Regions from separate parts of the Sus scrofa genome. Here regions 1 and 2 are each linked to region 3. Evidence: chromatin contacts called from public Hi-C data. All regions are on one chromosome and are shown on one strand. The core of a region is the stretch at or near the end of the contact, and the rest is flanking DNA. Distances in the headings are between cores, read along the strand shown.

Region 1 (3,409 bases), core at 93-2,592, 860 kb after region 3:
AAAAGACATCCAAAGGACATGACAGGGGTTCCCAAGGGGTAAGAGACACTGTGTGTATGTGGGATGGAGCAGGGGCACGGGATATCCGAGAAGGTTTTATGAAAGAAGTACCACTAGAACAGAGCATTTATTTAACTTAAAAAAAAAAAATCTTTTTGCTATTTCTTGGGCCCCTCCCACGGCATATGGAGGTTCCCAGGCTAGGGGTCGAATCAGAGCTGTAGCCACCGGCCTATGCCAGAGCCACAGCAACGCAGGATCCGAGCCGCGTCTGCGACCTACACACCACAGCTCACGGCAACGCCGGATCATTAACCCACTGAGCAAGGCCAGGGTCCGAACTGCAACCTCATGGTTCCTAGTCGGATTCATTAACCACTGCACCACGACGAGAACTCCTATTTAACTTAAAAAATTTTTATTCATTCCTCAGGTTGAGAGAAATAGGGAAATAGGTCACTCCAAACAGAGAGAGGGAGAGAGAAGAGGAAAGCATCGTCTGTTCAGGAGGCTGTGATTAGCTCAGCATAACAGGAACAGCTCCAAGATGAGGTGCAGCACAGAAAAGGCTAGTGAAACAGGAGCCAAATCAGAGAAGTCTTTGTTTTCCCCCCAACGAGGGCAGACCAACTACCTGGCAAGCGGGAATCACCCCAACCCCACAGAGGCATTTTCTTTGGTTCGTTTCGTATCCAAAGGTCACAGAGCAAAAGAGAGGAAAGAATAAACTTTTTTTTTTTTTATTGCCGAAATCTTTTTTTTTTTTTTTTTTTTATTTTCCCACTGTACAGCAAGGGGGTCAGGTTATCCTTACATGTATACATTACAATTACATTTTTTCCCCCACCCTTTGTTCTGTTGCAACATGAGTATCTAGACATAGTTCTCAATGCTATTCACTTTTAAGCCTGCTTGAGTATTTCCAAAGTATCCTGGCAATGTTAGAGCTGCCAAGGCCAGTCATTCCTTGATCGGTTATCACTAAGCACCCAGAGGCGACAGGACAATCATTAGCAGTGGCAAGTTTCCTTGATAAATGCATCCGCACTTTGCATAATTCCCAGTTTCCCTTGCGTGCTCCCAGCATGCACTACTCCTACGCTGGGCACCAGAGGCTAAAGCAAGATGGCAGCTCCCAGAGGAAGGCCTTCAATTACCTTCAACAAGCATCTGGGCATAAGCCCCCGTCCTAGGTGATTATGGCCACAGGTTAAACTAGCGGTTCCTCCTAATTAATAGCTTGGAGTATTGAAGAAACCAGAAGTGACCACAACTCTCCAAGTTTTTGGAAAAGCCCAGCTGGCTGAGTGTCAGCCTTCTGTTAGGCCAAACCTTGGTGTGTTGTTTAACCACATCACCCTTTCCTGGAATCTGGCCCTTTGGCTGACACTCTTCTGTGGAGACAGAGTGTCCCTCTTGTGGTTCACAAATACCATTTAAGCTTTTCTTCTGCCTCAGCATTCCCGTTTCTTATCCTGTCGGCTTCTTCCAATCCATTCTTCTCTTCCCTCAGAAATAGGCTGAGTCTTTTCTCATCCATTGTTTTAGTTTATTTTCTTCAGATTTATTTTTCTTTTCCTTCAAAACACCCTGTATCCCTTCCTTTCCCTGCTCCTTGATTTATCTGTTTCTCTCCGTTCCTCTGCCCTCCTCCCTTTTTCTTTCACTTTCTGTCCTTCTTTGATTTTTAATTGACCTCAGATGCAAACAAATAGATTAATTATGGTGTTATGTTTCATGATCATTCCAGCAGGTTCCATGCATGGCCTTCTTTTAGTTGGTTCATGTTTTTTCTAATTATTTCCTTTAGTAATGTAGCAAGCACTAGTGAATCTAACAACCACTGAAAAAAAATGGGGGAATCTTACAAAATCCTACAGCAAAAGCTTTGGTAGCCTTTTACTCCATCCCCTGGCTCCCCCACCCATGGTGACCACCATGACAAATCCTGACCATCATTCCTTCTTTTATTTTAATACAGTTTTATTGTTTCTACATACAGTTCTGCAAAAAAAAATCTTAAGCTAATTTTTTAATTTTATGAAGTGCTGTATCTATTTTTTTCCTTTGTTTGCCTTACTTAATAGAGGTTTTCTAATTTTGAAATAAGTTCAAACTTACAAAAAACTTTCAAGGATAGTACAGCAAACTCCTATACAGCCTTACTGATATATATTATTTATATATTATTTATGCATTTGTTTATAGAGAATTCTTACTCCCCAACTCATTTGAAAATAGGTTGCATATATCTTGCCTCTTTGCCCCATAACACATCAGCGTGTTTTCTAAGAACAAGGAGGATCTCTTACATAACTACAAATGAGGAAATTTAACACTGACACTATACCTACATTTTACCAGCAGTCCATTTTTAAGTTTTGTCAACTGTCCCAATAATAGAATTTGTTTAATACAAAAATCTGATCCAGAATTGCACATGGTATTCAGTTGTGTGTCTCTGGTCTTCTTTAATCTCAAACATTTCTTCCAATATTCTTTGCTCTTCATGACATTTAATATTTGTCTGATATTTTATTAACATCACTCAACTTGGGTTCTCCCGATGTTTCTTTTTGATGGCATTCCAAATAGACATTTTGGCAGGAATACTATAGAAGTGATGCTATGTGCTATGTTCTCAGTAAGTCACCTCCAGAGGCCCCCTCATTGGTGACATTAGCTTTGATCCCTTGGTTACAGTGCTTCCCTGTTTATCCAGATGATACGTTTGCATATATTCTTTGAGAAATTACTATTTCACCTAATTACACTGCTAAGATTCACCCACACTGATGCATGTCACTTTTTCTCTCTTGCTTTCTTTTTTTTTTTTTTTTTTTTTGGCTTTTTTTGTTGTTGCTGTTGTTGCTATTTCTTGGGCCGCTCCCGCGGCATATGGAGGTTCCCAGGCTAGGGGTTGAATCGGAGCTGTAGCCACCGGCCTACGCCAGAGCCACAGCAACGCGGGATCCGAGCCGCGTCTGCAACCTACACCACAGCTCACGGCAACGCCGGATCGTTAACCCACTGAGCAAGGGCAGGGACTGAACCCGCAACCCCATGGTTCCTAGTCGGATTCGTTAACCACTGCGCCACGACGGGAACTCCTCTCTTGCTTTCTATTCCACACCCACACACACACACAATTTTATCTTCTTTCTTCCTGTCTTTCATTTTCCAGCCATATTCTTACTCAAAATCAAATTAGAAGTATACGACTCCTAGCTGAAGTATGTACCTTCTCTTGTTCAATCACCCCAAAGAGTGTTGCATAATGTGCCGAAGATATGTGTTGTTCTGAAAGTAGGTGGCTTAGCAAAGAAGCAAAACCCAAAGAGATCAAAAAGGGGCCCTTCACCTTTCACTCACCCAACCAACCTGTCGACATTTTATTAACTGAGTAACT
Region 2 (3,190 bases), core at 612-3,111, 590 kb after region 3:
ACCTAAGCACCTGTCTTCCTTTCATACAGTTGAATCAGAAGCAGAGCCCAGTCTGCCTTGCTGAAGCAGCCTAACTCTACATAATCTAGTGCATAGAACTCTTACATTGAAAAAGGAGATTCTACTCCGAATCCTAAACGGCAAGGCAGTTGGTGATGGTTTGGATCTAGAGAATTTAGGTCATCGGATGTCACTGGAAAGAAAGAGTGAGAGCACGTTACTAATGGAGCAGTGTATTTCTTTCTTTCTTTCTTTCTTTCTTTCATTCTTTCTTTCTTTCTTTCTTTCTTTCTTTCTTTCTTTCTTTCTTTCTTTCTTTCTTTCTTTCTTAGTTTCTTTCTTTCTTAATTTCTTTCTTTCTTAATTTCTTTCTTTCTTTCCTTCCTTCCTTCCTTCCTTCTTTCCTTCCTTCTTTCTTTCTTTCTTTTCTTTCTTTCTTTCCTTCCTTTTCTTTTTTTAGGGCTGCACCCACAGCATATGGAGGTTCCCAAGCTAGGGGCCGAATCAGAGCTGCAGTTGCTGGCCTACACCACAGCCCCAGCAACACCAGATCCAAGCCACGTCCACGACCTACACCACAGCTCATGGCAACAGCGGATCCTTAACCCACTGAACAAGGCCAGGGATCAAATCTGCATCCTCATGCTTACTAGTCAGGCTCGTTACCGCTGAGCCACAACAGGGACTCCTGCGAGGCAGTGTATTTTCTAAAGGCGAATATTGGACAAACCTCTCCACCTCATGAGCATGAATGTCATGGGGCAGGGGGCAGGCAGGTGTTGGTGGGCAAGGCAGCTGGCTTCTCCCCAGAATGAGTGCCAATCACCTGCCATCCTCAGTTCAGGGCAAGGTGGGGACCCCCGTGCCAGCTGCTGGGACTAGCAGGGTGTCCTTTGGCTGTGCTATTAGGTTAGTTCTTCTTGTTAAAATAGCTGGGAAATTGAAGAATATTTTAATCTTTTTTTTTTTTGTCTTTTTGCCATTTCTTGGGCCTCTGCCATGGCATATGGAAGTTCTCAGGCCAGGGGTCGAATCAGAGCTATAGCCTCCAGCCTACACCACAGCCACAGTAATGCAGGATCCGAGCCGTGTCTGCAACCCACACCACAGCTCATGGCAATGCCAGATCCTTAACCCACTGAGCAAGGCCAGGGATCGAACCCACAACCTCATGGTTCCTAGTCGGATTAGTTAACCACTGAGCCATGACAGGAACTCCAAGAATATTTTAATCATCTTTAACAGGCTTTCAAGATACTACAAGCATCAAAGGCCATACATGTCCTCCAAGGCAACTATTATGAGCCTAGAAGAAAGGAATATGGGAGGATAAGAAGTGATCTCACATTGAGAACTTTGTCTAGATACTCATGTTGCAACAGAACAAAGGGTGGGGAAAAAATGTAATTGTAATGTATACATGTAAGGATAACTTGATCCCCTTGCTGTACAGTGGGAAAATAAAATAATAAAATAAAATAAAATAAAAAGTGATCTCAGCCTCTGCAAGAACTTAGCAGATGTAAGACCAATGACATGAAATAATTTAAAAATACTCTAGGATTAGATAGATGAAAGATAGATAGCTAGATAGATAGATAGGTAGATAGATATGCCATGACTATGAATTTTTCCCCACAACACTTGAGTGTAAGAGAGAGACCACTTTCTTATCTTCCAGAGCACAAAAGTCCCATTCCAGGTTCCTACCTAAGTGACCAGGAGGACGTCTGCTATCAGTATTTGTGCTCCCTTCCCTCCTCCACAACATTACAGAAGAATCCCTGGCTACCCCAGCCCTCAGTCTATGAGAGACCAGCTTCTCTCATCCCTTCTAAGTCTGCTGTTGGGCTGGCCCAGCGAGGCAGCCACCAGCACATATGAGACAGACATGGATCCTCCCTTAACCTTTCAAGCCTCAATGTTGGAGAATAGTCCACAGCAGCCACTGGACATGTCCCCCAAGGCTCCACTCCCTCCCGAGCTATGAGGGGTAGGCATGGGTCTTTGACATACCCAGCCCAGGTGAAACACAGCATAAAATTATATATAGGGAGTTCCTATCATGGCACAGCAGATGGTATCCATGAGGATGCGGGTTTGATCCCTGGCCTCACTCAGTGGGTCAGGGATCTGGCATTGCTGTGAGCTGTGGTGTAGGTCACAGACATGGCTCAGATCCTGCGTTGCTGTGGCTGTGGGGTAGAAGGGCAGCAGCTGTAGCTCCAATTTCAACCCCTAGCCTGGGAACTTCCATATGCCAAGGGTGCAGCCCTAAAAACCTTAAAAAAAAAAAAAAAAAAAAAAAAAACCAAGGCAAAAATGACTATCTCTAGAGCTCATCCCCAGAGATTTATGTAAATGTGGTACAAGATGATGGTACCTTGCCAAGCAGGGTCTTAGTTAAGAAGACAAAGGATTTCACTACCCAGTGCTAGACTGAGCAGAATGGAAGTAATTTATAGCTTTTCGAAGGATCACTCTAAACCATTCAAGTTACATGTTTGACCGGAAAGGCCAAAGTGGCCAGGACAACACATCAGAGAGGGCCTTGAACTTACCTTTGGCCAATGGAAAATGCCTCTGGGTCACCCACACTTTGCTGAAGTCCAGCGACACATCTTCATTTTGCAGCCACACCTTTCTTCTTTTCTCTTTTTCTCTGGATCCTCCTCCCCCTTCTTCCCCTCCCTCTCTTCCTCCTTCTCCTCCTCCTCCTTCATCTCCTCCTCCTCCTTCTTCTTCTCCTCCTTCTTCTTCTTCCTCTTCTTATTCTTCTTCTCCTCCTCCTCCTTCTCTCCCTCCTCTTTCTTATTCTCTCTTTCTTTCTCTCCATCCGTCCCTCTCCATCCCGTTACTTTACAGGCTGAAGTAGTGATTTTTCAGGTTTCTCCTTGTAAAGCTCTTACAATGAGAGTTTTACTGTCCCCTTTCCATACTGTCCCCTTTGGAAGGAAGTCACTACGTGCTGCAGCCCATACTTCAGAAGGGAAGGGTTATAGTCTGCCTCGTCAATGATTATATTGTGACATAAATTATTGACAATGCTTCTGCACCTGAAATTTGTCTCTTCTTCCTCATTTATTTTTGATTTGATCATTTACTGATGTCAGAATGGACTCATGGATATTTATTTTACACTTTGGATTATAACCCTATAGTATTGTGTTTATTTTGTTGCTGAAATTGT
Region 3 (3,361 bases), core at 87-2,586:
TGCACTGGCCTGGATGGCTGCTGTGGTGGGAGTTTGATCCCTGGCCTGGGAACTTCCACATGCTGCAGGCACAGCCAAAAATAAATCCCAAACAAACAAACCAAAGGAATGCCGTTTCAGGAATACTGTTATGGCGGGTGCGGTGGGTTATGGATCTGGCGTTAACACAGCAGCAGCCTGTGTCGTTGCTGTGGCTCGGGTCTTATCCCTGGCCCAGGAACTTATACATGCCGTGGGTGAGACCAAAAAAAAACAAAAAAACCGAAACCCCAAAAACCAACAAGCAAAAAGAAGAAATGCAGTTTCAGAGAAAAACACGTTGTGTTGTACAACATTGAACTTCGTTATGGTTTCACTTCTCCATATTTTATTAACATTTCCAGGAGTTCCTGTCATGGCGCAGTGGTTAATGAATTCAACTAGGAGCCTTGAGGTTGCAGGTTCGATCCCTGGCCTTGCTCAGTGGGTTAAGGATACGGCATTGCTGCGAGCTGTGGTGTTGGTTGCAGATGTGTCTCAGATCCTGCATTGCTGTGGCTGTGGTGTAGGCCGGTGGCTACAGCTCCAACTGGACCCCTAGCCTGGGAACCCCCATATTCCGCGGGAGCGGCCCTAGAAAAGGCAAAAAGACAAAAAAAAAAAAAAAAAATTCCAAACTTGCCTCATCTTCCTGGACTGTCTTTAAAAGTTTTCTGCTCCCCCCCCCTTTTTAATTCCCAGTTTTGCAGCTGTTTTTAAATACTCTGGCTTTGCCATGTTTTCTTGGCTTTGATGATACATGGGCCCTAATTTACCTGGTGATAAAAGAGGTCTCATAGAGAAATCCCCAAAGTTAAACAGCTAAGCCAGTTTCCCCTGACTTAAAATGGATTTTGGTCACACGATAGTCAACACACAAAATATGGGAGATGAAAAAAGCAAATGAATCATGCATAACCCCAAAGAGAGCAGCAAAAATCTCTTAAGACTCTTCTGAGAAAAAATTTCTAACACGGAACCTGAGACTCATGTTCCGTTGTCCTTGGAGACACTGGGACCCATAGCTGTGTTCTCTTGAGATTATTTTCTTGGCTAAGAAAAAATACGCACACACACGGTAATTTAGAAAAACTGACTTACGGAGACGATCTGCTTTGCCAAGGGAAGGGAGAGGACCCAACTTTATTATGATTGTGAGTCATTTCTTTTCCTTGGTTCTGTGAAAAGTTTGTTATAAAGCGCATTGAATGTTACTTGGGAATAAAACCGATGTTTGGGACTCACTTGTAAAACAGGAATTCATTCATTCACATAATTAAACATCATTTTAACTTCAAGGTGCTATAAAAAATGACACTGGCTGTTGAAGATCTGCCTGTTTCCGGATCTGTCAGTTGTTTGTTTAGAAGCCTTTCTGGAACCTCTCCTGTGCTGTTTTTTTTTTTTTTTTTTTTTTTTTTTTTTTTTTTTTGTCTTTTTAGGGATGCGCCCACAGCATAGGGAGGTTCCCAGGCCAGGGGTGGAATCAGAGCTGCAGATGCTGGCCTGCGCCACAGCCACAGCAACATAGGATCCAAGCTGTGTCTTCCACCTACACCATAGCTTGCAGCAATGCAGGATCCTTTAACCTGCTGAGCGAGGCCAGGGGTCGAACCCGAGTCCTCATGGGTACTAGTCGGGTTCGTTACTGCTGAACTGAGGTCCCACGATGGGAATTCAAGGTCAGGCTTCGCGTTGTGGTCAACTGCTCGGCTTTCTGGCTGAATAGTGCAAAGAGAGTGACCTGTCTTTTATCCCAGTTTGACCTAACTTGGCTGAAGAGCTTGAGTACCCAGACAGGAGTTCCAGGCCAAAGGGAGCCCAGGAGAGTAGGGCTTCAGGGCCCCCCTTTCAGCCAGGTCCCAGAGAGGATGGGGGTTCAGCTGAGAATCATGCCTAGAGAACCCACCTCTCTTGATAAGTTCCAAAGGAACTGGGGTTCTGGGGAGTGAGCGAAGGCCCCAGGAGCAGGGTTGGTGCAGCCACAAGCACACAGAGGGGATTGGAGAGCACAGCAGAGAGCCGAGACTGTCTACAAAATTACCCCCCGGGGGCCACTCTAGTGTACTTGTCACACGGCCCGAGGCAAGGTCAGAAACTTTAAAGTCCTTGGTTGTCCTGAAACCATGTTTTTTGTTTTTTTTTTTGAACTCAACCTTGTTTATTTCATTATTTATTTATTTGTCTTTTGAGGGCCGCACCCACAGCATATGGAGGTTCCCAGGCTAGGGATCAAATCAGAGCTGTAGCTGCAGGTCTACGCCACAGCCACAGCAACGCGGAATCTGAGCTGCATCTGTGACCTACACCACAGCTCCTGGCAACGCCGCATCCTTAACCCACTGAGCGAGGCCAGGGATCAGACCCGCGTTCTCATGAACACTAGTCGGGTTCTTAACCGGCTGAGCCACGATGGGAACTCCTGAGCTCAAGGTTAATTGAATTTGGTTTCAAAATAATGTGGGAGGTGAGGGGATAAGGGGTTTGATTTAGACCCTTAGAAAGCGGGTGGGGAGGTCAGTGCAGGAAAACAGGGGAACCCCAATTCCCACCCCTGTCTTTATGTCAATGACTGGGGAGAATCTGGGAAAAGTGCATGGTTCTGGGCACTTTTTTACAGGTGAAGAAACTGTCCCTATGGGATTTTGGGGTCCTCTTACTATTAAGGGTCAGACAGGAGATTGGTCTGTTTTTCCAGACAAACCCCGAGCTTCCCTTGTTTGGGGTTTGGGGGGTGGCTAAGGCCCTGCTTTATGTTCAGGCCTTACAAGAAAAACACATAAAAGGACATCTGACTATGTTAAAATAAAGAGACTGTCTGGGAGTTCCCGTCATGGTGCAGCAGAAACGAATCCGACTAAGAACCACGATGTTGCAGGTTTGATGCCTGGCCTTGCTCAGAGGGTTAAGGATCCGGTGTTGCCATGAGCTGTGGTGTGGGTCACAGATGCGGCTTGGATCTGGCGTTGCTGTGGCTGTGGTGTAGGCTGGATGCTACAGCTTCGATTCGACCCCTAGCCTGGGAACCTCCATATGCTTCAGGTGTGGCCCTAAAAAGAAAAAAAAAAGAAAGAAAAAAAAGACTGTCTGATAAATGGTATTTTAGGAAAAAGTTGATACTCTGTCTTAAAAGCTGGACCCTTACTCTAAGGATGGGGAGGCAGGGAGGCGGTGTGGGGTGTGAAGCCTCCCCTGTGTTTGTTCTCTCATCAGGGCCTCTCTCGAGGGCCTACAGATTTTCCTTCCTGTTCCTTTTACCTCTTCTCCCACTCCACCCATTTTGCCTTTTTTTTCCTTTTTTTATGGCCACACCCACGGCATATGGAGGTTCCCAGGTGAGGGG

What was found. Hi-C and Micro-C count contacts between places; a contact is called where the count stands out from the background.
Region 1: a Hi-C map of retroperitoneal adipose tissue shows a contact between it and region 3, with 5 times the contacts expected there. The contact joins two enhancer-like sites. A contact is called at or near these places in 2 of 5 promoter capture datasets (fetal skeletal muscle and liver), 26 of 47 Hi-C or Micro-C datasets (adipocytes, adipose tissue, alveolar macrophages and 17 more) and 2 of 2 datasets of contacts at active chromatin or transcription factors (alveolar macrophages and skeletal muscle).
Region 2: a contact with region 3 is called in a Hi-C map of omental adipose tissue, with 2.2 times the contacts expected there. The contact joins two enhancer-like sites. A contact is called at or near these places in 1 of 5 promoter capture datasets (liver), 7 of 47 Hi-C or Micro-C datasets (embryonic fibroblasts, epiblast stem cells, liver and 4 more) and 1 of 2 datasets of contacts at active chromatin or transcription factors (skeletal muscle).

The regions. Positions count from the first base shown.
Region 1 is chr10:28,962,774-28,966,182 of Sscrofa11.1, forward strand. No RefSeq gene overlaps it. Among named protein-coding and RNA genes, the nearest start is that of ZCCHC6, 31 kb to the right of the region's middle. Within about 2 kb of position 1,343, at least 7 of the 83 cell types and tissues checked have an H3K27ac peak or open chromatin away from gene starts, as enhancers often do. A contact at or near this core is called in omental adipose tissue and retroperitoneal adipose tissue, where this site is marked.
Region 2 is chr10:28,695,855-28,699,044 of Sscrofa11.1, forward strand. No RefSeq gene overlaps it. Among named protein-coding and RNA genes, the nearest start is that of GAS1, 190 kb to the left of the region's middle. Within about 2 kb of position 1,862, at least 1 of the 83 cell types and tissues checked has an H3K27ac peak or open chromatin away from gene starts, as enhancers often do. A contact at or near this core is called in omental adipose tissue, where this site is marked.
Region 3 is chr10:28,102,710-28,106,070 of Sscrofa11.1, forward strand. No RefSeq gene overlaps it. Among named protein-coding and RNA genes, the nearest start is that of TRNAD-GUC, 120 kb to the right of the region's middle. Within about 2 kb of position 1,337, at least 8 of the 83 cell types and tissues checked have an H3K27ac peak or open chromatin away from gene starts, as enhancers often do. A contact at or near this core is called in omental adipose tissue and retroperitoneal adipose tissue, where this site is marked.